Regions from separate parts of the Mus musculus genome. Here all the other regions are linked to region 2. The links are chromatin contacts, called in public promoter capture Hi-C maps. All regions are on one chromosome and are shown on one strand. The core of a region is the stretch at or near the end of the contact, and the rest is flanking DNA. Distances in the headings are between cores, read along the strand shown. Region 1 holds the start of Pantr1 (POU domain, class 3, transcription factor 3 adjacent noncoding transcript 1). Region 2 holds the start of Map4k4 (mitogen-activated protein kinase kinase kinase kinase 4). Region 3 holds the start of Mrpl30 (mitochondrial ribosomal protein L30). Region 4 holds the start of Pantr2 (POU domain, class 3, transcription factor 3 adjacent noncoding transcript 2). Region 5 holds the start of Dalir (DNMT1 associated long intergenic non-coding RNA). Region 6 holds the start of Lipt1 (lipoyltransferase 1). Region 7 holds the start of Mrps9 (mitochondrial ribosomal protein S9).

Region 1 (3,397 bases), core at 804-3,303, 2.8 Mb before region 2:
CGGTCAGCAGCAGCCGCCGCTGCAGCAGGAGCAGCGCCCTGGGGAGGGGGGATCGCTTCTCCGGGCGAGCTCCGTGGCCAGCCCCTTCAGGGGGGGTCGTGGTCTCCCCCCTGGCCGGGAGCGATCGGCTGGCTCCAGCGAGGCTCGCCCACTGGGGCGGGGACCCGTACTTCGGGCGCTCTCTCGGGGAGCAAGGGCTCCGCGGCTCCTCCTGTCCTCGGACGAGTGCGGACTCTGGCCCGGCACAGGGCTCTGTCCACCTGCTAAGCGAAGGTTTCACGGGAGACAACAAAGGACGAAGCGGTTCCTTTCTTCCTTGGCCAAATTGTGGGTGGCCAGCAATCTGGCCGCTCCTAGTTGGTCCGCTGTCTTCCCTGATCTTCAGCAACACATCTTACTGTTTCCCCTTACTATAGTAAAACTTTTCCGGTCCTTACAGGCGTGGTGATGCTGGCGGCTCGCGTCTGCGGAGTGGGGCGGCTGGCTCCTGTTCTGCCCCCCTGGTTCGCTTCTTTCAAGTTTTGTTTTGTCCTAGGAAAACTTCTTGCGATGGTGCATTTCTCTGAAGTTGTTATTGCCGGAGCTCTTGGACGTCTCTGAAACAAGAGTCCCTTTTCATGTTCCTCGCGACACTCACAGTCTGGTGCGACATCTTTCCTTTTGGGTAGAAATTAGGAAACAAATATAACAAGGCAAAAATTGAACAGGAAAAAAAAATGTCGAATTGTTCTGTTACCTTGTTGCTGAAGGTTGGGGTTGATGTTTTATTTTTTCCCCGGCAGTTGTCTGGAGAAGGAGGAGGAAGAAGAGTGCATTGGTGGAGGTGGAGATGTGTGTGTGCATACAGGGAATCCTTGATACACAACCAACTCCTGTGGGCACGTTGTACCGCTCCTAGAGTACCCGACGGCGGGCGCGGGAGCAGGCGTGCCGGGGCAGAGTTGCAGCCGGAGCTAGCTCTGCGCCCGGATTCTCTCTCTTTCTCTCTGTCTCACTTTCCCTCTCTCTCTCACTCTCTCTCTCCCTCTCTCCTTCTCTCGAGCGCCCGCTCCCGCTAGGATCTGACAGTTCGCTCTCCGTCCCTCCCTCTCAGAGCAGGGACTGTCGAATGTTTACCCTCCGCCGCAAGCGCGCACCCACCACCACACTTTCCCAAATACAAGGAAGTCGAGCACCAGGGCCCCTGCTGATTGGCTACCCGCTGGGTGATTGGCAAGCCTGGAATGACTGGCTTAGGACGCCTGGCCCCCCTTCCGGCCGTTCCGATTGGTTGCTTTTTAATTTAGGCAGAGCGTCGTAGAAGCTGGAAATCTGTTGTCCCCCCCCCCCCGCCCCATCCTCCCTCCTCCGCGCCACTTTCCCCTCCACGCCCCTCCCCCTCCGCCCCCTTCGTCGTCCCCCCCCCTCGCTCCACCCCTCCGCCACATCTTAACTCTTAGTGTCCAGCCCAAACGTCTGCGTTCCCTTGGCGGCTCCCTGTGTTCGCGATTGGTCTGGGGGGGTTGGGAGAGAAATGGAAGAGAAAAGGAGGGGGCGGGTAGAAGGGGGACCAGGAGGAAAATGAAGAGGGGAAAAAAATCTTGAAAAATAGCAGTCTACCCATTCTACCTAGACTGCGTTGTGTCGCACCCCCACCCCACGCGAGAGATTTGTAAAGCGCGCGCCGCGGATGTACGTTCAAGCTAATACCTATAGACAGATGTGTCCCCACTGGTTTCAAAGTTTCCTCTTCCCTTCACGCGCGGGCCCCCATCTCTGTCCTGCAGGAGGTGGGAAAGGAAGGCTTGCCTCGCGCAGAGCTCCTGTGGCCAAGCTTCTTGGAAATCCGCCACTGCAACTTTGTGCAGCCGCGGCGCGCCGGCGGCGACCCTCTTTGTTTAAGTTCTCGGATGCCATCATCTGGGAAACCTGCAGCCCTGTACCAGCGCGGGGCCCGCGCGTGCGAGTCCGACCGCTTGCTGCGGCTGCTCGCTCTCCAACCCCCCCTCCCTCCTTTCCTCCCTCCCACCCACCCTCCTCTGGGATTCTTGCAAGTATCGTGCGTGCCCTTGTGAGTTTGGAGGGTGCCGGTCAACGAAGCCACGCGAGGTATTTGAAAGGCAATCAGCCCGACCGTCCCCCTAGATTCATCGTAAGTGTATTCGATCCCAATGCCTTTAGAATGCAGTGTCTGCCTCAGCTCGCCTAGAGGGCCTAGGGCTGCTAGCTGCTCACCCGCCCCCCACCCCGGTCCCCTTTACCGCTGACTCGTGTGTGTGTGTGTGTGTGTGTGTGTGTGTGTGCGTGCGTGTGTGCGCGCGTGTGAGTGTGTTCATTGGTGGGGTTTTCACTCGCTTGCTATTCTTGGGCATGGGGACGCTTTATTTTCCTCTTTCTTTGGGTCTCAGGTTTTGCGAGGTGGCTGTGACCGCTGTCGACAAGTGCTTTCTCAGCCGCAACCCAGCTGAAAGAGTTAAGGGGCCCGGGAGGAGGAGTGCGCCCGGTAGGCGGGAGAAGAGGGGGTGGTGTGGTGTGTGTGTGTTGGGGGGGGGGGGGACGACGCGGCCAAGCGGAAACGCCGCACAGAGGAACCTCAGCGAACCAAGAAAAAAGAGAAAGTGGCAACGAAAACAAGGACAAATTAAATCCTCCTTGGGGATTTCCAATGAACTAACCCAATTCGGACATTCAATAAATACACGACTCTTAATGAGTGTGCGTGTGCTTGCACCCCGCACCCTCAGCTGCAGGGCACCGGACCGCAATCTGCAGTTTCTAGTCCAAGCAGCAGCCGAGAACGTAACCCGGCGGTCGGTGTGCTCCGAATATAAAGAACTGGCCTGCCTTCTCCCCGATGCATAATTTCTCTAGAGGGCTCACTTCTGTGAACTCAGTTACAGAGGGAGCTCTCCAGCTCAGCAGCAGCCTCGCAGCCTCTGCGTGATCTCGAGATTAACCGTAGACGCGGGGCATTTATGTAGGATCGGGTCCAGCTCCTGCTTGCCGGGGTGAAAAGATACCATCGTAGAAACAGATCTAAAAGGCAGCAGTAACCAAAGCCCCAAAACAGAACGGATTCCCCCCTCCATTCCAAAAGGTTCCTTTTTATATTTATATATGCGTATATGTATATATAAAAGATGGAACACAGATTTCATTGAATAAATCTGAGATCTCCAGGTGCAGACGTTTGAATAGTCGGTGCCAGCACCCCGTGTTTTCCTTTCCTGCCGATTTTGCTTGGATCCGGCTCAAAAACCGAAAGAGTCTCGTGGTTTTGTTTACACTGAATGGGGAGGATAGGAACAGAGCCATGGGGCCGCCTTTCATTAATATACAGTGAGGATTTTGTCTAAATTACTGCTATGAGTTTCACAGTACACGCTTTCAAAAGCCGTCTCAGGTGGCCTGATGAAAC
Region 2 (3,549 bases), core at 254-2,753:
CAGAATGAACAACAGTTCACAGCCTTAGGTGCCAGCTCCGCGGCGACACAGGCCAACAGATTCCTCAGCTTCATCTGCAGCCCAGGGAGGAGGATAAATTTAAAGAGAGAGAACGACCAGGGGTGGCGGGTGTGAAGTCTGGCATCCTCTCTACTCCTTGCTCTCTCTCCTCCCAGCCATCTCAATTACACAGCTGTCACAAAGGTTATTCCTGGAATTCACATTTTATAATCCCCACACTGTAATTCCTCCTGTTCCCGTGGCCCAAAAGCACACTCCCCCGCCCGCTTCCCCAAGATACTGTCCACTAGAACAGGGTATGCTGGCCAAGCTTTAAAATCAGTACCAGGTAACGCTAGCCTCCCCAAGTTGGAGCCTACGGCAAGCACTCCGAAGGCAGAAGCACGATGACATGTCTCAAGAATACCAAGGCAGTGGCTGAGTGGAGTCATAGGCAAGGCCTGTCTACACCGAATTTTAATTCACGGACAAACGCAAACGCATGAAGGCCAGATTTGGAGGAAAGGGGGTTTGGGGGGAGACCCTGTGGTCACCCTCGAACACAAAATTCCTTTTCTATTTTGCTAAAGCCAAGTGCATGCCTAACAGTGTAGCTTATTTCCTTTATCTCAAAGCCAGGAAATGAGGTCTTTTAAGGCCAGTCTGAACACAGGCAAAAAAACAAAAAAGAAAAAGAAAAAAAAAGAAAAGCCAGGCGAAACCCCCTTTCCCAACTTTGGCCAGGCGGCACGGCCTGCAGTCAGCAGCGTTTCGTCACCCTTTCCCTCGTCCCCTAAGAAGTTTCTCCACGCCACGGGGAACAAAGGCGCCCCACACCGACCTTATAGACTTGTCCATAGGTGCCATTTCCAACCACTTCCACCAGCTCAAAAATCCCAGCAGGGTCCTGGAGAGAGAGGAGGGGGAGGTTATCAACTCAAAAGAGGGACCCCAACCGAGGAGGGCGAGAGGGCGGAGGGAGGGATGCAGGGCGGTGACAAAGGCTCGCCCCGCCGGGTCCCCGGGAGCGCCGTGGCACCCGCCCGCCCGCTCGCCCGGCAGACAAAGGGGCCGCCGCGCCCGCGGGTGTCCGTGTCCACCGCGGCGCGCAGGGCGCGGCCGCACTCACCCGCAGGGACGACAGGTCAATGTCCACCAGGCTCTTCGCGGGAGAGTCGTTCGCCATCTTCCCCGGGTCGCCGCTCCGGGAGCGGGCGAGAGAGCGAGAGACGGGCAGGGGCTCGGCGGCGCCGGGGCTCGGGCCGCACGGGCAGGCCGCCGCCGCCCGGGCGGCTTGTCGTCCGGTCGGAGCGGAGCGCGGCGCGGAGAGCGCTGGCCGCGGAGCTCACACCATGGCTTGGCGGTCCTCCCTCGGCCCCCACCCGCCCCCCGGGCGTCGCCCGCCGCCTCAGGCCCCGGCGCCCCGCGCGCGCGCGCCTGCACGAGCGGCCCGGAGCTGGGGCCGGAGAGCGCGGCGAGCGAGCGAGCGCGAGGCCGCGAGACAAAGATGCCGCGGGAGGCGGGGGCGGGGGCGGGGACGCGGGGCACCGACCGGCGCCGCTGAGGAGGGGCGAGCGACTCCCCCGCCCCCTCCGCCGGGAGAGCGGGCGGAACCCGGCCCTCGCCCTCGCTCGCTCGCCGCCCGCCCGCGTGAATATTCAGCAGGGGTGGGGCTCGAACAATGGCCGGGCGGCCGGCCCTCCGCGGATGGTGGCCCGGCCCGGGGTGGGGCCGGGAGCCCTCGGGGCCTTCCCGGAGGAAGTGCGGGGCGCGGCGGAACACCCCAGCCTCCGCTAACAATGAATGAAAGACTCGGAGCGCCCCGGCGGCCCCGTGGACACCCCACCCGCGCCGCTCGCCCGGGAGAGGGTGTGCCAGGACGCGCCGGGGTCGGGCCTCGGACCCCTCCGCCGCCTACGGCCGGTCGGTCCCGTAGACCCTCGTTTCCTTTTTACCCCCCAAGGGGTGTTCCTCTCCTTTCTCCTTTCCTGTCTCAGTTTGTGGCTTGGTTGCTGCTGGAGGATTCGCTGAGCATCACTTGACCGTCCGGGAGAATCCAAAACAGTCGCTGTGATTGCTCGCTGCTGTGTTCCCCGAGCCAGTTTGGCCCATGGGAGGGAGGGCGGACGGGCGAGCCCTCTGCTCGGGATCTAAAACCCTGACAGTACCTGGATGGAGATCACCACGGGTCACCAAACAGGCTTCTTCCAGCATGCCACAGCAAGTCAGCTAGGCAGTTCAACTACTGTCCCTCTTTATCACGTCCCAGGACCAGCCAAAAACATGTTTAGTGACTCCCTGTTACCTCACAGCGGGTGTTCTCAACAGTATCCCAGAATGGCCAGGTACAAGATCGCTGTAAAATTGCTTGACTCCCACATGTAGAAGGCCTAGAATGGGCCTGATAAGTTAAGAGATGAAGCTAAGCTTGGTGTTACATGGCGCCCCCCAAAATCCACTGTTTCATGGGCATCTAGTTGTCAATAACGTTCTGCACCTCCCTCCCCACACACTCCACACTGTTCTGATTTAAGCAGTACACACCTTATAGCCTCGGAGTAGAAAACCCCCAATACTGCAATTGTTGTACTCAAACCCTAAAGACCCTAGCCTAGAGAGGAGCGAGCATACTCTCCACTTCGGCCTATACCCAGAGTTCAAGTCGCTGCCCCCAGAGAATGTCCAGCGCTCTTCTGCTTGGGTTACGTTCTAAGATGTTTGACATGAGACTCCATTGTAGAGTGAAATTATATTCGGAACTCCCAATATCTGTTCCTTAGGAAACGCACAGGAACAAAAATGTTGGTGAATTTGTTAGCGCTTGTCTGGTTTGGCTTTGTTATTATTTATTGATAATACAGTGATGTGTGCAGCCCATTTCATATATCTTATCTTACTGTTCTTCACGTGAACCTTGAGTGGTACTCTTAATTTTGCTGCTTTATACATTAGGAAATAAAATCTGAAGAATTACCTCGCCCACTGTGCACAGCTGATGGCTATACAAATACGGCAGTCTCTCGGCACCGCCCCCCTCCCCAACCCACCCCCACTCCCAGTCCCTAATCCCAGTCTTTCCACAGGTTAACATCAGACCTATGACATGGAGGCCTACCTCATACCACTTCCTTCTTATCTATATGAATCCTTTCCCATCAGTTCAGAGCCATTACAGCCATTACATCCTACTATCTCGGATTTCTCCAAGCCCCGCCCCCCCCAACCCCTATCCTAAGATGCAGTGAGCAGGATCCGTACTGAAGCCATTGTTTTCCATTTTCAAGGCAGTATCTATTATTGAAAGGGCAAGCCAGCGCCCAGGATATCTGAAAGAGCATCACAATTTGTCCTCAGAGAACTTAAAGCTAATGTCCAAAGGGCAGTTTGTAAATACGCATAATATTATATTGTAATTCCAGCCAGACAGAAAGAACACTAAGCAGGTGTTCTCTGAAAGTCTCCTGGATTTAGAGCAAAGCTGAACTGGGTTTGAACCCTGGCTCTATTATTTATCAGTTGTGCAACCTTGCTCCGGCTGCCTAACCTCTC
Region 3 (3,526 bases), core at 364-2,863, 2.0 Mb after region 2:
ACAGGTCTACCTGGATCACGCTGTTTCAGTCCTGAATGAGGACTACCTCCACCAAACAGCTTAACATTCGCAGCCACAGCCCTGCCAGCACTTCTGCACCTTGCCTTACTTGAGTACTCGTGTTCTATTGTACTTTGCTGGTTTACCATTTAGTGGCTGTCTCCACTCTGTACACGGGACAGTGCCAGAAGACAAGGACTTTATATTTTGGTTTGGATCTGCTCAAGTCATAGATGTGTCTCTCAAAGCAGCTTCGGCACTCAAGATTCTCTGCTGAAGTTTAATTTCAGATATAAGCAGGCAGCACCATCAAAACTGCTTTTTGTTGTTGTTGTTTTTCCTTTTGGTGAGGGAAGGTACTGGGGATTGAACCCATAGCCTTGCATACAGAATATAAGTGCTCTGAGCTGCAACTCATTTCAATACAGTAGGCATTATTCTTATGTGCGTAGCTTTTGGACCTTGAAGCAATTATACTGCCATCTACTGTACAACAACTTTCCTCTGTACTGTTGCAAATACCAGAAAAATGGGGCTGGAGACATGGCTCAGCAGTTATGAGCACTGGCTGCTCTTCCAGAGGTCCCACATTTAATTCCCGGTGACCACCTGGAAGCTTACAAATGTTTTTTTAACTCTATCTAGTTCCAGGGGATCTGACTATCTTCTGGCCTCCATGGGCACTACACGCACATGGTGTAGATATGACAGGCAAAACACCCATACACATAAAAATAAACTGAAAAATACCATTTATCACATGGGATATATAACCTATTTCTATTTTCTAATATGTTAATATATGAGTATACACAGAAAAACAAAAGGCTGCCAAAACCATTTTTCCTCTCCCTCACCCCGAAAGGTTTGCTGGAGTTTTGTTGTTGTTTTGCTTTTTTACAATGGTTATGCACGTAAACAGCTCTTTACCCCTAAACTACAACACCAGCTCGTAAGTGGTTCTTTAATTAATTTCTCTTTCTAAAGGGTCAAGGTATATATCTATAACGAGGAGTGAACATTCCTGAAAATACAGAACACTGAATTTCCCGTGCAATCAACCGCGTTCTCTGAAATCAACAAATGTCTCTCTTCTTCGAATTCCCAGGACGTAAAGGTAGTAGGCAGCCGTCATAACGGCCTCTCAGCCACCAAAAGCAGCTGCTTTAACAAGTGACAATCACAGGGGCCTGCAAAATCACTGTCTTTAATAAACAGCAACTCCAAAAACTCAGCACTCTAAAATCGCAACATCTTAAAATTAAGCAAGTTTTGCCTTCTTAAAAAAAAATAATAAATTTCACTGACGCTTGGATGGCTCGGACCTAGATCTACACGAGTGAGACTCTCAGAGACACGCGCGTCGCAGCACGACTCGAATAAAGTGACAACCTGGCTGCTTTCAGAAGATCAAGAAATAGGTCTGCGGGACCTCCAACTCGAAACAGAAAGAAAGTCATTTCGTAACTGCAGAGAGAGCCTCTAGCTCCCACGACCGCACTCACCGGCGACCGCTGTGTCCACTCCGAACGTCCCCGCAGCCGGAAGGAGAGGAACAGAGGCAGGTGGACCCAGTGCAACATTCAAACCACGCCGTTGCCGTCACAGACCGTACGGTTCTTTGGTTCCGGGAAAGGTTTTTTTTTTTTTTTGTCCCGGCCCATTCACAACGCGCCATAGAAGACAGCGCAGGCGCAGCGGCGTCACGCGTGCGCTTCCTGGAAGCGCAGTGGGTCAGCTCTTGGAATTTGCTGGCGGTGCCCAGGAGTTGTCACAGTGATGGCTAAGTCCAGCCTGGGACAGGATTCCGATAGCACTGCGGCGGTGGCGGTACTAAAGCGGGCAGTAGAGCTGGATGCAGAGTCCCGGTACCAGCAGGCTCTGGTGTGTTACCAGGAGGGGATTGACATGCTCTTGCAGGTTCTGAAAGGTGAGCGAGTTTCGGTTTCCGCTCTGTCTGGGACTGAGCGGAAACTTAAGAAAACGAAACTTACTAACTACCAGGAAGCATTCAAATTCAGGAGTTATATTCTGATAATCTGCAGGACAACGGAGGTGGTGGCCTTTGCAATAGACCGATGTTATCGCTAAGGACCATAAGAGGCATAACCAAATATAATCTATAAGGCTTGATAGGTCTTGCGTTTGAATCAATTTTATTCTTCGTTGTTGTCAGTTTGTGACATGATTTTTCTCCTTCCTCTGGCTCACCTTCCTGCCCTCACCCCAACTATGATCCATTGAGTTTCACTAGGGTGGAAGTTTGTTTACAGAGCTATGTGCACGTTACCAGCGACTACAGCACTGACTAAATTGTCTCTCCCTCCTCCATCAATGATTATATATTCATTCTCAAGATGGGGGTGCATTCCACGGCCATTTATTCTATGTGCACCAACCAGTTGTCAGTCTCTGCAGTCACTACCCGGTACTGGTGGAAGAGGCTTCTCTGACCATGTGGACTACAGCACTGCTCTATGGGCATAAACATAATGAGGTAGAGGGCAGTTTGGCAGATACATCATGTTGATTTAATAAAACTACAGCAGTAGTAGTACGGCCCCTAGGGCCTAGGACCGCCACAGTCTTGATTTTTAGTTAGGTATAAAGTACCAGATGAGAGTCCCTCTTGTCAAGCAGACTTCACATCCAATCAGAAAGCAGTTGGGTACCACATTTACCACGATTGCGCCAATGGGCTCATCTTTCCCAGATGGTTGGTTTTAACAGAGGGAGTGGCTGAGTAAGACATTTCTCCCCCAGCAGCTTGAGTAGCACCATCCAACACCGTGGTACTATCCAACAAGGAGGACGCTTTCAACCAGCTCCAGTTTGTTCTCGACCTGTGGTCAAGGCATGTGGCATCTTTAGCAATAGGGTCTTATGAATGAGTTTTGATGGACATCCAAAAGCAGGGGCAATCCTGTATTGTTTGGGGGGAACTCACAGCCCACTCTCAGCACTGGGGTGTATCTATCTATCTATCTATCTATCTATTTATTTTTCCTATTTATTTGTTTAGTAAGTTGTGTTTCTGGGAGCAGCTTTATCTATCCACAGAGAATACCTCCACTTAAAAATTTTTTTTTCTCTCTCTCTCTCTCTCTCTCTTTTTTTTTTTTAGCTTGCTGTCCTAGTTAGGGTTTCTGTTGCTGGGATGAAACACCATGACCAAAAGTAAGCTGGGGAGGAAAGGGCTTATTTACTTCCACATTGTAGTACATCATTGAAGGAAGTCAGGACAGGAACTCAAACAGGGAAGAAACCTGGAGGCAGGAGCTGATGCAGAGGCCATGGAGGAGTGCTGCTTGCAGGCTGGCTTGTTCATCATGGCTTGCTCAGCCTGCTCTCTTATAGAACCCAGGACCACCAGCCAGGGGGTGGCTCCATTCACAATGGGCTAGGCCCTTCTCCATCAATCACCAATAAAGAAAATACCCTACAAGCTTGCCAGAGGCCAAACCTATGGAGGCACCCCTCCTCAGAGTTTCTCTGTGTAGCCGTAGCTATCCAAACTCTCTCTGTA
Region 4 (3,128 bases), core at 214-2,713, 2.8 Mb before region 2:
GCTCTGGAAAGGTGAGCCTGCGAGAGTGGTCAAGTCTGGAGTTCTAGGGGACGAGAGTTGTGAGAGTAAGAGAAGGGAAGTCAAGGCTTGAGAGTGTGGATAGAGTTGGGGAAAGGACTCTCCGGAGCCCAGCCTGGGCACCTCACAGGTCCTAACCTCCACCCACTTTCAACTTTTTGCTGTTCCCGTTAGATGGCGCTCAAGACTTTCTAACCATTTGTGAAAGTGCTCCTGGTCCGGAACAAAAAGAGCCTTATCGAGAGAGAGAGTGTGGAGTGGGCGTGAGCGGGGGGGGGGGGGGGGGGGCTGGGGGGGGGGATGTGGGGGTGAAAGCACACCAGGGCGCGGGCGTCGCCTGGCACCAGGAGGAGCGGTCACGGGTCAGCTGGCCCCGGGCGGGGGTGCATCCCAGGCAGGGCCTCCTCCGCAGCGGGCCCAGAACTTTCTCTGCTTCCTCTTCCTTTCCCATTCCGCTTTTCTCCTGGTCCCTGCTGAGCAGTTGGCAGATGGGTTTCGGCCTCCGGAAGGCCGAGGACTGCACATCTATGCAGGCCCTCCGTGCTCTGGAAGAAAGAGGCCTGGAATTGAGCAGTGGCGCTGGGGTTCAGACCAATTCTCCCCACGAGTACCCCCACAAGGGTTCTGAGTTCTCAAGCTCCAGCTCTGCACATCAGCCATGGGACAGGTGCAGGTTTTGTTTTAGGCTCTCAAAGTGATGTTTCTAAGTTCCCCGAGTGCATGTTTCAAGCAATACAGAGCAAACTTTCTGGTCCCCGGGCGGATGACGCCTGAATGAAGTCAAACCACCGTCCTTTTAAAACTATAAAATGAAAGAAACTAATGAAAGGCCCTGGAAACCCTGAAGCATTAGATGTGACCACTTATTTTTAAATAATTATGCGACGAGTGATCGGGGCTTCCAAAGCTTTCCAAATATCTCTTCTTTCGCAGTCTCTAGGAAGTGTCTTGACTGTAGGCGAGCGGGTACTCTGATCTTTCCCTTCCCTTCCCTTCCCTGTTCGCCCAAGTGTTCAGGAGCTGTGTGCCCGGTTACCCCTAGGACCGGAGGGAGCAGACACCTTCCTTTGTGAGTCCCCCTGGCTGGGAACTTTCCCGCGCGGCGGGTTCCCCTTTAAGAAAGTAGCGATTGCTATGAATATTTAATGCGGAGCTGGAGCCCGTCGGGCCGAGGGGAGACCCGGCCCGCGCTCTGCGGCCGGGGCGTAGCTCTAGCTCATCCCCCACCAGTTCAGCCACGGTAGGATGAGGAGGATGAGGGTTTGCGGGAGGAAAAGCTTTGGAGAGATGGGGTGCGGGACTATGGAACCCGCTTGAGTCCAGTAGGCCAGCGCGGGTCATTTCCATAAGAAAGCCGCAACCCAGCTGGAGGCTGCGGTTCTTCATGGCCTCCCTGCCCCCACCATCATTGGCAGCGTGTCGCGGGCTTCTCTGCAGCCTAGATCTAGGCGACTGGTGTGGATTGGTGTTGATGAGATGTGGCTTCCAGCGTTGCCCGACTCAGACCTGTTTCCAGTCTGGATGGAGCGGACCGACTGTGTGGGGTGAGTCCAGGGTGCGGCGGAGCCAGTAAGAGTTGAGGAGAGCGCGGGGAAGCTAGTCCGTAGTGGGCACCTCGGATTAGGAAGTCCTGAGAAGTACTCTGAAGCGGGGTGTGAAGAGAGAGTACTGGGAGAAGGCCTAGGAAGCTAAGCCGTCCTTGCTGCCCCTCTCAAATCCCCGGAGCTTTCGCTTTCAGTGGGTGACCCTCTTCCAGCGAAGGGATGGAAAGTGAACTTGGTCGGGCATTTGATCTAGCTAGCAAAGCGGTTCTTTTCTGTGTACATTGAGTACATTGAGTTTCTTCTCTGCTTTCAAGAGCCCACGCACGATGGCCACGCATCTTCAGGTCTATCAAACACACACACACACACACACACACACACACACACACACACACACACACATACACACACACATCTAGAGAAATTAAAACCTAGATCTATAGTGTTCAAAAAAAAAAAAAAAGCAAAGCAGAGGAGATAATGTGTGAGACAGCCGTCTTCACTTTGCCTTCTATTGGGAAAAGTTGCCTGAGAAGGAATAACTTCCCTTTTATGGATTCTGAACCACCTGTACTTTGCTACAAAGCTTAGTTGGGTCACAAATAAAACACCAGTTACATCGAGCAATGAAACCAATTACAACTATTAACAACTTTATTACTTATGATTAGACTTGAGAACTTTAAACTCAGACAATATGATCGAGTTATTTTTCAAACCAGCTAAGATTTTTACACCATCCCTCCCCACTCCACTTCCTACCCCTGTCCCCAAGAAGTAAGAAGAGTAGAAATGATATTTCAGGGAGTTTGTATGTATCCGTGGTCAATATTATATTTGTTTCTTTTAGTAAAGTTTGTTGCTTCTTGTACCTAATGGTACCTTGATTCCTGATTCTGTCGAGTTATGGAGAGCATAATTGAAGATGGCTGGTTACAACCGACTTGGTTTGGATGTGGAATTGGGGCAAGCACTCTCTCCCAGTACTCTAGTAATGCTGAAAACCCAAATCTATTTAAAAGGACAAGTTGTTTTAACTTCTACCACAGATGGGGTGAGAGGAACAAGTGAAACTCAACAGCTAAGGAGAAAATGAAGAACTAGTGCTACGTTTTCCACGTTCTTTTTGCTCCGGGGTTGACATGGCATTTGGTGAGTCTTTCCTGAGACTGTGGCTGTCTGGAGAGGGGAAAGTATCAGAGAAGTTTTACCAGTCTTAAGGCTACCTCCAGGAGGCTGTCCACCACTTCCCTCTGTCTCCATGCCAGCCTCTTGTTATCCCCAAGTGGAAATCCCTGCTCAGTTGTGTGTGCAAGGCTTGGGGCAAAGGAGGAAATTAAATTGCTGTCCACAGTAAGAAAAACGGAGCAACTTACAAAGAAAGGCTCTTCCGCCTCTAGGAAAGAGGCAAGGTGAGCAGTGGTGCAGTTGGAAGGGGCCAGTTATTTCTTATGTCACCTCTGCTCACAGTCCTGGCTTTCTAGAGAATCTGGGTGTCCAGGGCAAGGAGAATGAAGTCTGTCTTGCTCAAGACACCTACCCAGATCCTCAGCTCCTGGGTGGAAG
Region 5 (3,198 bases), core at 353-2,852, 2.8 Mb before region 2:
GACTCTGGGGCTCCAGTTTTGAGGAAATTTTTGCTTCATGATTCACCAGCCACATTGGAAATGTGAGAACACAACGATACACTGTTAATTCTTTTCTAATTCTGACTCTGCTTTCAAGAAGTGACAGCTTTCAGAATAACTAAATAATTTCTAGCGTCAGGTTTTTTTTCCCCCAATATTAGTGTTACATGTGAAACCTGGCTTTTCATCACCCATCTGGCTCTCTAGGAATCTTTAAAAAGTAGAACTTTAAAAAAAAATTTAAAAAAATTAAAGGAATGTCTTAGAGTATAGACTGATGATATCCACTTAGTCTACTTTATAGAATTACTCACAGGCCATAACTACCTAAGCATCATTTTTTTAAATCAATATACAAAATGTATTATAATCAGTCCTGAAGAAGAATGTGTGCCCAGGCCTATAATCCTGGTACACAGAGACAGAGGCAGGTAGATTGTCACAAGTTCCAAGTTATATCTAGGTATTATTATTTAGGCTTAATTATTTATGGAATGAAATTAAATATTTTAGCATAATTGGTGTCTGTGTGCAGTGTTCAGGCTAGGGATGGACTCTTGCATTCTCTACTGTAGACCACTAGGAAGGCTTTGCTGAAGCCACACTGAAGCAAACCTGTCTGGAAGCACAGCTAGAGAGTGGGGGACCCATCTTATTCTTGATGAGTGTTGATCCCAAGATCAACTTTCCTTACTTGCTTATGTCTCATCAGTAGCTCATATAGAATCCCACAGTCACAGGGAACTCCACCATTCCCGGCTACAGGCAGGCCAGTGGAAGAGTTCTAGGCAGCTCATTTGTCCTTGGAACAGGTGGTCACAAGCTTTGAACCTCAAGCCAGATCTGATGGCTCAGACCTATAATCTATGCTAGGGAGCAAGGGAGAAAATTCACTGTCTTTGTGGTCAAGGGGCATTTTAAGAAACTAACCATCAATCATTTATTGATATGCCTAAATGTCAAAATATGTGCTTCAAAGATAATTGTCTTAAGTAGGGGTTCCATTGCTATGATAAAAGATCATGACCAAGGGCAGTTTAGGAGGCGAGGGTTTACTTCATCTACACTCCCAAGAACACTCTATCACTGAGGGAAAGTCAAGGCAGGAACTCAACCAGGGCAGGAACCTGGAAGCAGGAGCTGATGCAGAGGCCATGAAGGAGTGCTGCTTACTGGCTTGCTCATAGATCAATATGGTGGAGGATTTTTCTCAACTGAGGTTCCCTCTTCCAAAATGACTCTGGGTAGTGTCAAGTTGCCATAAAACTAATATAAATAGCTAAAGCTATAAAGCTAATCATACCAAATTCCAACTTTTAAAAAATACTTATTTTTATTTTATGTATTTTGAGTGTCTGGGGGACGGTGTTTGCCTGCACAATATTTATGTGCATCATGTGCATGCCTGGTTTATGTAGAGGTCAGAAGAGAGTATTGGATTTCCTGAAACTCAAGTTATAGATGATTGTGAGCCACCATGTGGGTACTAGGAACTGAATCCAAGCCTCCTTGGAGAGTTGCAAATGCTCTTAACTCCTGAGTCACCTCCCCAAAATCTATAATCTTGATTTAAAAAACAAACAAACAAAAAAACAAAAAACTATAGCTGGGCAGGGTGGAGGTGGAGCAGAAGAGGTAGGCAGATCTCTGAGTTTGAGGCTAGCCAGGTCTACAGAGAGAGTTCCAAAACAACCAGGGCTGCCTAGATCTAGAGCTTTACTTCCTCAACATGGGAAAACTAACTCTCTCTCTCTCTCTCTCTCTCTCTCTCTCTCTCTCTCCCTCTCTCTCTTTTTCTCTCTCTCTCCCTCTCTCTCTCCCCGTCTCTCTCTCTCTCTCCCTCTCTCTCTCACACACACACCAGTGTATGCCAACTCTCACACTTACTGAAGTATCCATATCTTATATCATGCTTTTCAGTAAGACCTTAATGAAGAGTATTACTAAAATAAATAAGTCAAAGCTTCCTCTTATCTATACTGATACTACTCAATCTTGCTTCGGAACTACTAATTAAGAAGAATTCATATAACAAATTGAGAAGACTCTGAAAGATGCTCTGTTATGATATCACAGGCTGTAAGAAAGCTACCTCTGGCAGATATGTGGACAAGGGACATTGAGAAGTGGGTAGACACCAGTCTGTAGCCCAAAGTAAAGGAGGTGGCCTAGGGTGACTTAAGGGAAATAGGCATATGTTCTCTCTGCATTTAGATGCAGGAAGAACCAGCAGTTCTTGCTAACAGATCGGTGTGAGAGATGAGTAGGAGGAAGAAGGAGGCTGTAACTCAAAAGATTCCATTCACAATTGAAAAACAAACAAAAACACAAAATGTCTAAGGAAAAATCACTCAGGAAATATCCAAAACCTAGGTGACATAAAACTCCAAATATTTTCTCAGGAGTTTAAAGAAAAAAGTAAGAAGGGAAGAAAACTAAAAAGGTGTATGTGGTAGAGTAGGCTTCGTACTTACAGATGAATACGGATGGTTTAAGGAAATCCAACAGTGTGGTTTAATTACAACAGAACTTAAAAATGACAAAAATGCTGCCAAGGTTCATCTCTTCGGGGTGAAGTTAGGTTAACTCTGGCTAAAGTAAAAGGAACAACAGCAGAAAATAGTCTCCACCAGCTACTAAAATGCAAAATGAAATCACAGTAAAGAAAGGTGTAGAAATTCACCACTTAGGAACAAATAAGTGGATTCCATAGATCAAGCAGCCCGTCTGGGATAGACCCAAGTGCAGATCCAAAGCAGGTAACTTGTGTTACTATATATATGTGTGAGACGTAGCTGGTTCTTTGACATATAACCAGTTGGAGAAATGGCTCAGCAGTTGAGGGTTTTGCTGCTCTTCCAGAGAAGCTGAATTCAGTTCCCAGCACTGTCAGGGTACTCAACCTCCTGGAGGCCAGGGGAGCTGGTGCCCTTTTATGGCCTCTGCAAGCATCTGCACTGCACACAGCTCTCTCTCTCTCTCTCTCTCTCTCTCTCTCTCTCTCTCTCACACACAAATAAAATGAGCCTTTACAATAATAATAATGAAACACATAACACAGCTTCACTGTTTTAACTTAGAGTGAATTCAAATGTATCAAAGACAAAAGTAAATGAATACCTTTATAATCTTAGAGTAAGGACACACTTTTTATGCATAATACAAAAATTTAAAGCC
Region 6 (3,169 bases), core at 320-2,819, 2.0 Mb after region 2:
CTCTTCCAATCCATTTTTTTTTTTGACAGTTTAACATGTCTTCTTTCAAGTGTACAAGGATTCCTAAAAGATATGTCAAACTGGAGTTTACCTTGATACATTAACTATGGTCCACAATTAACCAGCCAATGGCTGACAGAGTCTGCAGTAACTATAAGGCATGCTTTGTCCTTGACAGTTGGGATTCATCAGTGAACTACATAAAGGTGACAAGAGTCACAGGGAAGGGAGACACATTGCCAGAATAAAGACTGTAAATCTGTGTGAGTCATGTTTAAATAGGACTACTAAAATAGTTACACGTGAGTCATTTTAAGGAGTTAAACTAAATGATTATTATGTATCGTATCACAAATTATTTTAGTTATCAGAACACAATCTCCCCACCCTCAGACACGATGAGTGTGTAGCCCTGGATCTCCTGAAACTACCTCTGTAGACCAGGCTGACCTTGAGCTCACAGAGATCTATTTGCCTCTGCCTCTGGGTTGAAGGCCTGACATACCTTCTGAGACAGACTGTAGCTGACAGACAAAATGAAACAATCTAACTTTTGAAAACCTGGTAGAATTCTGTTTCTACAGTGTTACTTTGCATAGCGACCCACACCCATATTTTACTTTTTTAAATGAAAAACTTTTTATACAATGCATTTTGATCACGTTCCTTCCTCTCCCCGTTTTTTTCAGATCCCACCACCTCCCTATCCACCCAACTTTATGTTCTTTCTTTAAAAAACCAAAACCTATGAAAACTAAAGTCAAAATAAGTAAAAGATCAACGAGACAAGACCAAAAAAGAAAAAAAAAAAAAAGCCCGTGGAGTTTGTTTTGTGTTGGCCACCTACTCCTCTGTAGGCGCCTGGGCTAGGATGTGGTTGATATACCCAACTACACTCTATTTTAACAGCTTTAGCTGAGCAAGGGATGGAACTCACTCAGTCTAGGTTTGAACTGTACCGCCGAGCAATCCACCCCCAGCTCTCTGCTTTCATCTTCATTACTGGTGTTATAATTATTTCCTCAGGAGGCTCTTACTTCCATGCTCTGGGAGACACTTCTGCAACTGCCAACACATGCTTCTCCCTGACAGAGTGTAAAGCAAGACCTAACTACAGGCCTACCTTCCTCACAAGGCCTTACCAAAACTATTTGCTATCCTCCTAATAACGCGATCCAAACCTGGAAGTGATTACGAACTTTTAAGCAAGCTTTACTCTTCGGGAGCAGGCACGCGACTAGCACTGAATGTCTTGTTTAGTTTACCCTACGCCGTATTAGAAATCAACTGTTCCCAATAATGAAATTACGTCCGGAGCACCAGGTGTAATCTGCAGAGCTTTCAGAACCAATAGGAGGGGCCCATGGGACGCACGCGTGCTCTCCGCAGCACCCACTCCTGCTCAGCGTGTGCCTCCACAACCCGCAAAGAATTCACTGGAACTGCTTCCGGCTTCACTCACCTGCCACTTCCGGTCGCGCCCGCAGCAGCTTTTTCTGCAAATTAAAACTCAATCAACCCACGTGGAACCCAGAACACTCAGCCCTCTAGACGCAGTTGCTGGGGAGTCCTCCCCAGCCCCGCCCAAGAGACCCGCCCTCAAGAGGCCACGCCCCCGTAAAGCTCGCCCCCTGGATAAGCCACACCCCCAGGAGGTCGTGGCTAAGCCTGAAATAGAAGCAAATATTTTTAAGGTTATTTCCTTCAGGCCAATGCATTTAGAACTAGATTCATTGAAAGGACAAAGTCCACTTACCAAAATATGTAAAGACGAGCTGGGTGATTCCTATGCTGGTTTCTTTCAGCAAGAGTTGGCTAAACTGTGTGGTCCAAAATGGTCTGTTCACACTCAGGAGGTGCTGTCTAGCTGCTGGGGCGGTTCGATTCAAGGCACTTGGAAGCGCTTCAACCGCATTCCTATGGCCCCAGGAACAACAAAGCCAGACTAGAGTTAAGGAATGAGATCACGGACCCACTTCTTGATGAGCAGAGCCCAAAGAATTTGTGGTCATTCCTCGCTCTTCCACAGAAACCAGTCTCTCCTCCTTCAGTTAGAATGGAAGCCTCTCCAGCCTTGCCTCCTGGTACTGCTAACGCAGTAAATGAGCAGAGTTAATTCAGGGTATATAAATTAGCTGCACCACAGACAGGACTCCTGTCTGTTACTGCAACTTTGATGAGATCAGTCTTCAGCTGGATGGTATTATGAGGGTGGGAAGGGATACTTTTCCATTCGTCATTGTAGGAATTTTGCTAGTTATCAAAATAGCCCCACATTGTGTTGCCCTTAGTAGGGCTCCTAAATTAGTAGTCTGCTTCTATATTGTATTCTTTGAAATCTGAGAAGGGACAGTTTTTTTCTGTTGTTGTTGTTCTGTTTTGTTTTTGTTTTTTGTTTTGTTTTGTTTTAATTTCCTTCAATGACCTTCCTTCATTCTCCACTGTCTGCTCTAAGATGTCTGTCTTTGGACCAGTTATCCTCTTTTTCTACTTCTTCAGCTTCTCCACTGGAATGTCCAATAACACTCTAACCTGCTTTATAGTCCTCTGGTGATGGCAATTCTCCTTTCCTGCATTTTATTCTGTCTCCTCCCCCGCTCCCAATCCCCAAGACAGGGTTTCTCTGTGTAGCCCTGGCTGTTCTGGAACTCATTTTGTAGACCAGGCTGGCCTTGAATGCACAGAGATCCACCTGCCTCTGCTTCTGGAGTGCTGAAATTAAAAGTGTGCTCCACCATGCCTGGCTCTGTCTGCTCTTCTTAAAACTTCTATTTGAGTGTGAGTTAGGGTCTCCCCCTGTAAGGCAGGCTTGCCTGGAACTCGCTATGTGGACCAGACTGGCCTCACAGAGAGCTTTCTGCCTCTGCCTTCCAAGTGCTGGGATTAAAGGTATTAGCATGGGCTTCTTTCATTTAATCACCATATTAAGGCTGAGATAACACACATTATACAGCAAATCAATCTGTATGTATGTATGTATGTATGTATGTATGTTACAAAATGTATTAGTCAGGGTTCTCTAGAGTCAGAGAACTTATAGTCTGTCTCTCTATAGTAAGGAAATCTATTATGATGACTTACAGTCTGTAGTCCAACTCCCCAACAACGATCAGCTGTGAATGGGAAGTCCAAGGATCTAGTAGCTGCTTAGTCCCACAAGGCTAGTAGA
Region 7 (3,080 bases), core at 143-2,642, 3.0 Mb before region 2:
TGTGACCCAGCGAGGCTCATTTTGTAAAATGTGTTTGTTTACACATAATTATAAGAATAAAGAGAAAGAAGAAGGGTACACTAGGTTCAGAATATAGGAGAGTGAGAGCCACCTGCCCATATAATCATTACCAATAAACATATTTTGTATGCTACAGTTCCTCTCATATGCAATTATGTGTCTCAAAGAGATGTATAGAAGAAATAAAAATGTCCAACACATTTTCCAATTTTCAAAACCAAGAAACCCAGATGTTTAACAGATCAATGGACAAATTGGTTTATGTTACAACATCAAATAACAGAAAAAGGTGGCCAGTCATTTTGTAAAACAGTTCTAAGATCCAGCGTTTAACTTCTCGGCAATATCTGGTGGTAGTACTGCTTTTCCAACATTTCGTACTCTTTCTACTCAAACTGTTCTGTTTTCCAACCCCCACTTGTTTGACCGCGTGTTCTCAATCTCTTGAGACCTCTCTTTCGGCCTGTTCATCTGCCTACTCTTGCAGGACACCATCTGCGCGCTATTCCCTGGGTTTCCATTAGAACCTGCAAGGTAACAGGACTTCAAAGTTAGGTCTCCTCCTGTGTCACGGGCACACCCACCGAAAGGACTACTGGAAATCTCCGGTAGAATATGCCACAGACACTTTAAGTGCAATTACAGCCGAAGCTCGTTTTCTCCCACTTTTAATGAGCCACATTAAACGGGCGACAAGCAAAGACTCAAGCTAGAAATCCCAGCTTCACACCGACCCCGGAATTGAGCGAAGCGGTCAAATTCTGCTCTCCTAATGTCACACACACACACACACACACACACACACACACACACACACACACAAGTTTCGGGAAAATTACAAAAACTGAAATTCCGCAAACGCAGAGCACTTGTAAAAAGTCTCAGTTCGCTCCACAGACTGACTCTGCCCAGGACATCTTCCGGGTCGCGCAGAGTTCGGCTCCCCTTCTCCCCGGGACGAATCACAAGACCCAGGCAGCCACCCAACTCCATCTGCCGAACCCTTTGCTCCTCAAAGCCCAGGGAGAGGCTGCAGAGGATCCGTCCGCGGCCGATTCCCCGATCCCCAAGCGTGACCTCCGACCTCTACCTTGAGGGCTCTGGCAGCCCTGGAAGGTGGGCCGGCTTCACGTCACCCTACCACACGGACCGCCAGCTCCAGCTCCCAGGACCTTACCTGGAACCTGGTCCCTGTCTGCCAGCCAACCGCCGAGGCTGTCCAGTACCCGGGCCTCTGGCAGAGGCTAGCTCTAACAGCGGGAGTGAACCAAAGGGAAAGCACTCGGCCGCAGGACACACAGGGGGCGGCCATGTTGGCCGTAAGAAACATCCTGGCGGGAGGGGAAAGGGGTGGAGCCTGGAGACTGCGCAGGCGCAGACCTCCCAGGCGGAAGCGCTTCCTTAGCAATTGCAACTAGGGGCGGAGTTCTGTAGTCCAGCCCCTCGCCGCTGATTGGGTGCGCGGCAGCAGGTTGCCTTGCACATGGCTTTCGGCTTACTAGCAGCTGTAGTCCTAGCTGAGTTCCTGGTACCCACGCTCAGACAAGCCTTCCACAGTCTTATTCTCACTCCAACAATCCAAGCTGGCTTTCCTGTCCGCTTGCCTTCCCGCAAGGGCCTTCTGCTCCCCCTTGAACTTGCCCGTTTTAAAGATCTGTTTCAAGACATTCTTCTTCCAGCAACTAACCATTCTGGCTTCCAACACATTGTGTTGACTCTTAGCTGTCTGACCCACAGGCTGAGGAAAAGCACCTCCCTGCTCAACTTCATGGCTCTCCCTGATTGCCTCTGAGCCTTAAAGCCATTAAGAGTGGCTGCAGACACAGGAACTGTCTTTGCCTTCTGAAACTTGAACTTCCTAACCCTAAGTCTAGGGTTATCTCTACCAGATACAAGTGGTTGAATAAATCACTCTTAAAGGGTTTTCCAATGTTGAAAATTATCATTGAATAATTTGATAATGTTGAAATTATCATTAGAAGTTTAAAACATACTCAGAAAACGAGATCAAGGTGACCGAGTAAGAGGCTGAGAAGTTAAAAACACTCTATGTTCTTTCAGAGGACCTGGGTTTGGTCCCCAGAACTCTTGTGGAAAATCACATCTATCTATCTATCTATCTATCTATCTATCTATCTATCTATCTATCTATCACATCTATCACATCTATCACATCTATCTATCTATCTATCTATCACATCTATCTATCTATCTATCTATCTACCTATCTATCTATAATTACAGCTCTAAACAATCTGACACCTTCTCTGAATTTCAAGGGGATCAACCATGTCTGTGATGTACAGACACATATACATACAAGCAAAATATTTATACATGTAAATTAGAAATCTGTTTTTTAAGTTATGAAGTAAGTGCTGGCATCGTACAGTTATCACCTCATAAAACAGCTCTAGGGAAATAGAAATTGCATAGCTTCAGAAAAATAGAAGAAAAAAAACCCCTCCAAATAGGATGCTTGTAGTAAAGGGGGGAAATCATTATTTTCCCCTTTGTTTGTTTCCTTTACATTAGTGAAAATCTCTTCATTCAGTGGCAGAAGTCCAGGACTAGTATTTGGAGAAGAAGAATAAGTTAGAGGCGAGGCAGTGCTGGCCAGAAAAGCAGGTAGGCTAACTCCAGATCTTTACCTCTCCCTCTATCTCTCCAAATCCAATCCTCTAGTCTTATCTGTAGCAGAACTGCTGTGGCCTCTTCTCACTCTCTGATCCCATTCCCAGGGGACTAAACAGACCCTGGTAGATCACCCACCTTCCCTCCCTCTGCAGCCCTCCTTACTTCCTCCCCTCCAGCCCATCTTCATTCCTAAATGTCAGCTCTCAATACCAAGAAACACATTGTACCTGGAACCCCCAGTAGCCACAACTGGCTGGATCTGAGAAGCATTCTACCAGGCAACACACAGCCACCACAGACTCCTAAGAACCAGAGAAAACAAACAAACAAAAAACAAGGAAAAGAAACCCACTCAGCAAAAGCAAGACCAGATGTCAGCACCTGGAATTACAAACATCCCCAAACCCAGATGCCTACATGCC

The links. Promoter capture Hi-C pulls out the DNA fragments that hold promoters and counts their contacts.
Region 1: a promoter capture Hi-C map of embryonic stem cells shows a contact between it and region 2. The contact joins the promoter of Pantr1 here to the promoter of Map4k4 in region 2. A contact is called at or near these places in 3 of 39 promoter capture datasets (embryonic stem cells and hippocampal neurons), 2 of 484 Hi-C or Micro-C datasets (both in embryonic stem cells) and 3 of 115 datasets of contacts at active chromatin or transcription factors (all in embryonic stem cells).
Region 3: a promoter capture Hi-C map of pre-B cells shows a contact between it and region 2, with 3 times the contacts expected there. The contact joins the promoter of Mrpl30 here to the promoter of Map4k4 in region 2. A contact is called at or near these places in 2 of 39 promoter capture datasets (liver and pre-B cells).
Region 4: a promoter capture Hi-C map of stem cell-derived epiblast-like cells shows a contact between it and region 2, with 9 times the contacts expected there. The contact joins the promoter of Pantr2 here to the promoter of Map4k4 in region 2. A contact is called at or near these places in 6 of 39 promoter capture datasets (embryonic stem cells, hippocampal neurons, liver and 2 more) and 3 of 115 datasets of contacts at active chromatin or transcription factors (astrocytes and embryonic stem cells).
Region 5: a contact with region 2 is called in a promoter capture Hi-C map of liver, with 2.8 times the contacts expected there. The contact joins the promoter of Dalir here to the promoter of Map4k4 in region 2. A contact is called at or near these places in 2 of 39 promoter capture datasets (hippocampal neurons and liver) and 1 of 115 datasets of contacts at active chromatin or transcription factors (embryonic stem cells).
Region 6: a contact with region 2 is called in a promoter capture Hi-C map of pre-B cells, with 5 times the contacts expected there. The contact joins the promoter of Lipt1 here to the promoter of Map4k4 in region 2. A contact is called at or near these places in 2 of 39 promoter capture datasets (liver and pre-B cells), 1 of 115 datasets of contacts at active chromatin or transcription factors (astrocytes) and 1 of 9 other capture datasets (liver).
Region 7: a promoter capture Hi-C map of cranial neural crest shows a contact between it and region 2. The contact joins the promoter of Mrps9 here to the promoter of Map4k4 in region 2. A contact is called at or near these places in 5 of 39 promoter capture datasets (cranial neural crest, hippocampal neurons, liver and 2 more).

The regions. Positions count from the first base shown.
Region 1 is chr1:42,693,481-42,696,877 of GRCm38.p6, reverse strand. Pantr1 (POU domain, class 3, transcription factor 3 adjacent noncoding transcript 1) reads left to right here and starts at 2,053. Exons shown (of 4, transcript NR_027826.2): 1 at 2,053-2,131. Pou3f3 (POU domain, class 3, transcription factor 3) reads right to left here and starts at 1,110. Exons shown (of 1, transcript NM_008900.3): 1 at 1-1,110. The region is part of intron 1 of Gm46091 (predicted gene, 46091); the gene reads right to left.
Region 2 is chr1:39,898,867-39,902,415 of GRCm38.p6, reverse strand. Map4k4 (mitogen-activated protein kinase kinase kinase kinase 4) reads right to left here and starts at 1,503. Exons shown (of 32, transcript NM_001252200.1): 1 at 1,130-1,503; 2 at 842-907. The coding sequence starts at 1,186.
Region 3 is chr1:37,888,564-37,892,089 of GRCm38.p6, reverse strand. It overlaps Mrpl30 (mitochondrial ribosomal protein L30), which reads right to left and starts at 1,613. Exons shown (of 6, transcript NM_027098.3): 1 at 1,506-1,613. It overlaps Mitd1 (MIT, microtubule interacting and transport, domain containing 1), which reads left to right and starts at 1,679. Exons shown (of 7, transcript NM_026913.3): 1 at 1,679-1,930. The coding sequence starts at 1,780.
Region 4 is chr1:42,711,789-42,714,916 of GRCm38.p6, reverse strand. It overlaps Pantr2 (POU domain, class 3, transcription factor 3 adjacent noncoding transcript 2), which reads left to right and starts at 1,463. Exons shown (of 4, transcript NR_110495.1): 1 at 1,463-1,562; 2 at 2,612-2,714. All of the region lies in intron 1 of Gm46091 (predicted gene, 46091), which reads right to left.
Region 5 is chr1:42,749,116-42,752,313 of GRCm38.p6, reverse strand. Dalir (DNMT1 associated long intergenic non-coding RNA) reads right to left here and starts at 1,602. Exons shown (of 1, transcript NR_130904.1): 1 at 1-1,602.
Region 6 is chr1:37,870,619-37,873,787 of GRCm38.p6, reverse strand. Lipt1 (lipoyltransferase 1) reads right to left here and starts at 1,569. Exons shown (of 2, transcript NM_001037918.4): 1 at 1,463-1,569.
Region 7 is chr1:42,849,545-42,852,624 of GRCm38.p6, reverse strand. Mrps9 (mitochondrial ribosomal protein S9) reads right to left here and starts at 1,392. Exons shown (of 11, transcript NM_023514.4): 1 at 1,199-1,392. The coding sequence starts at 1,333.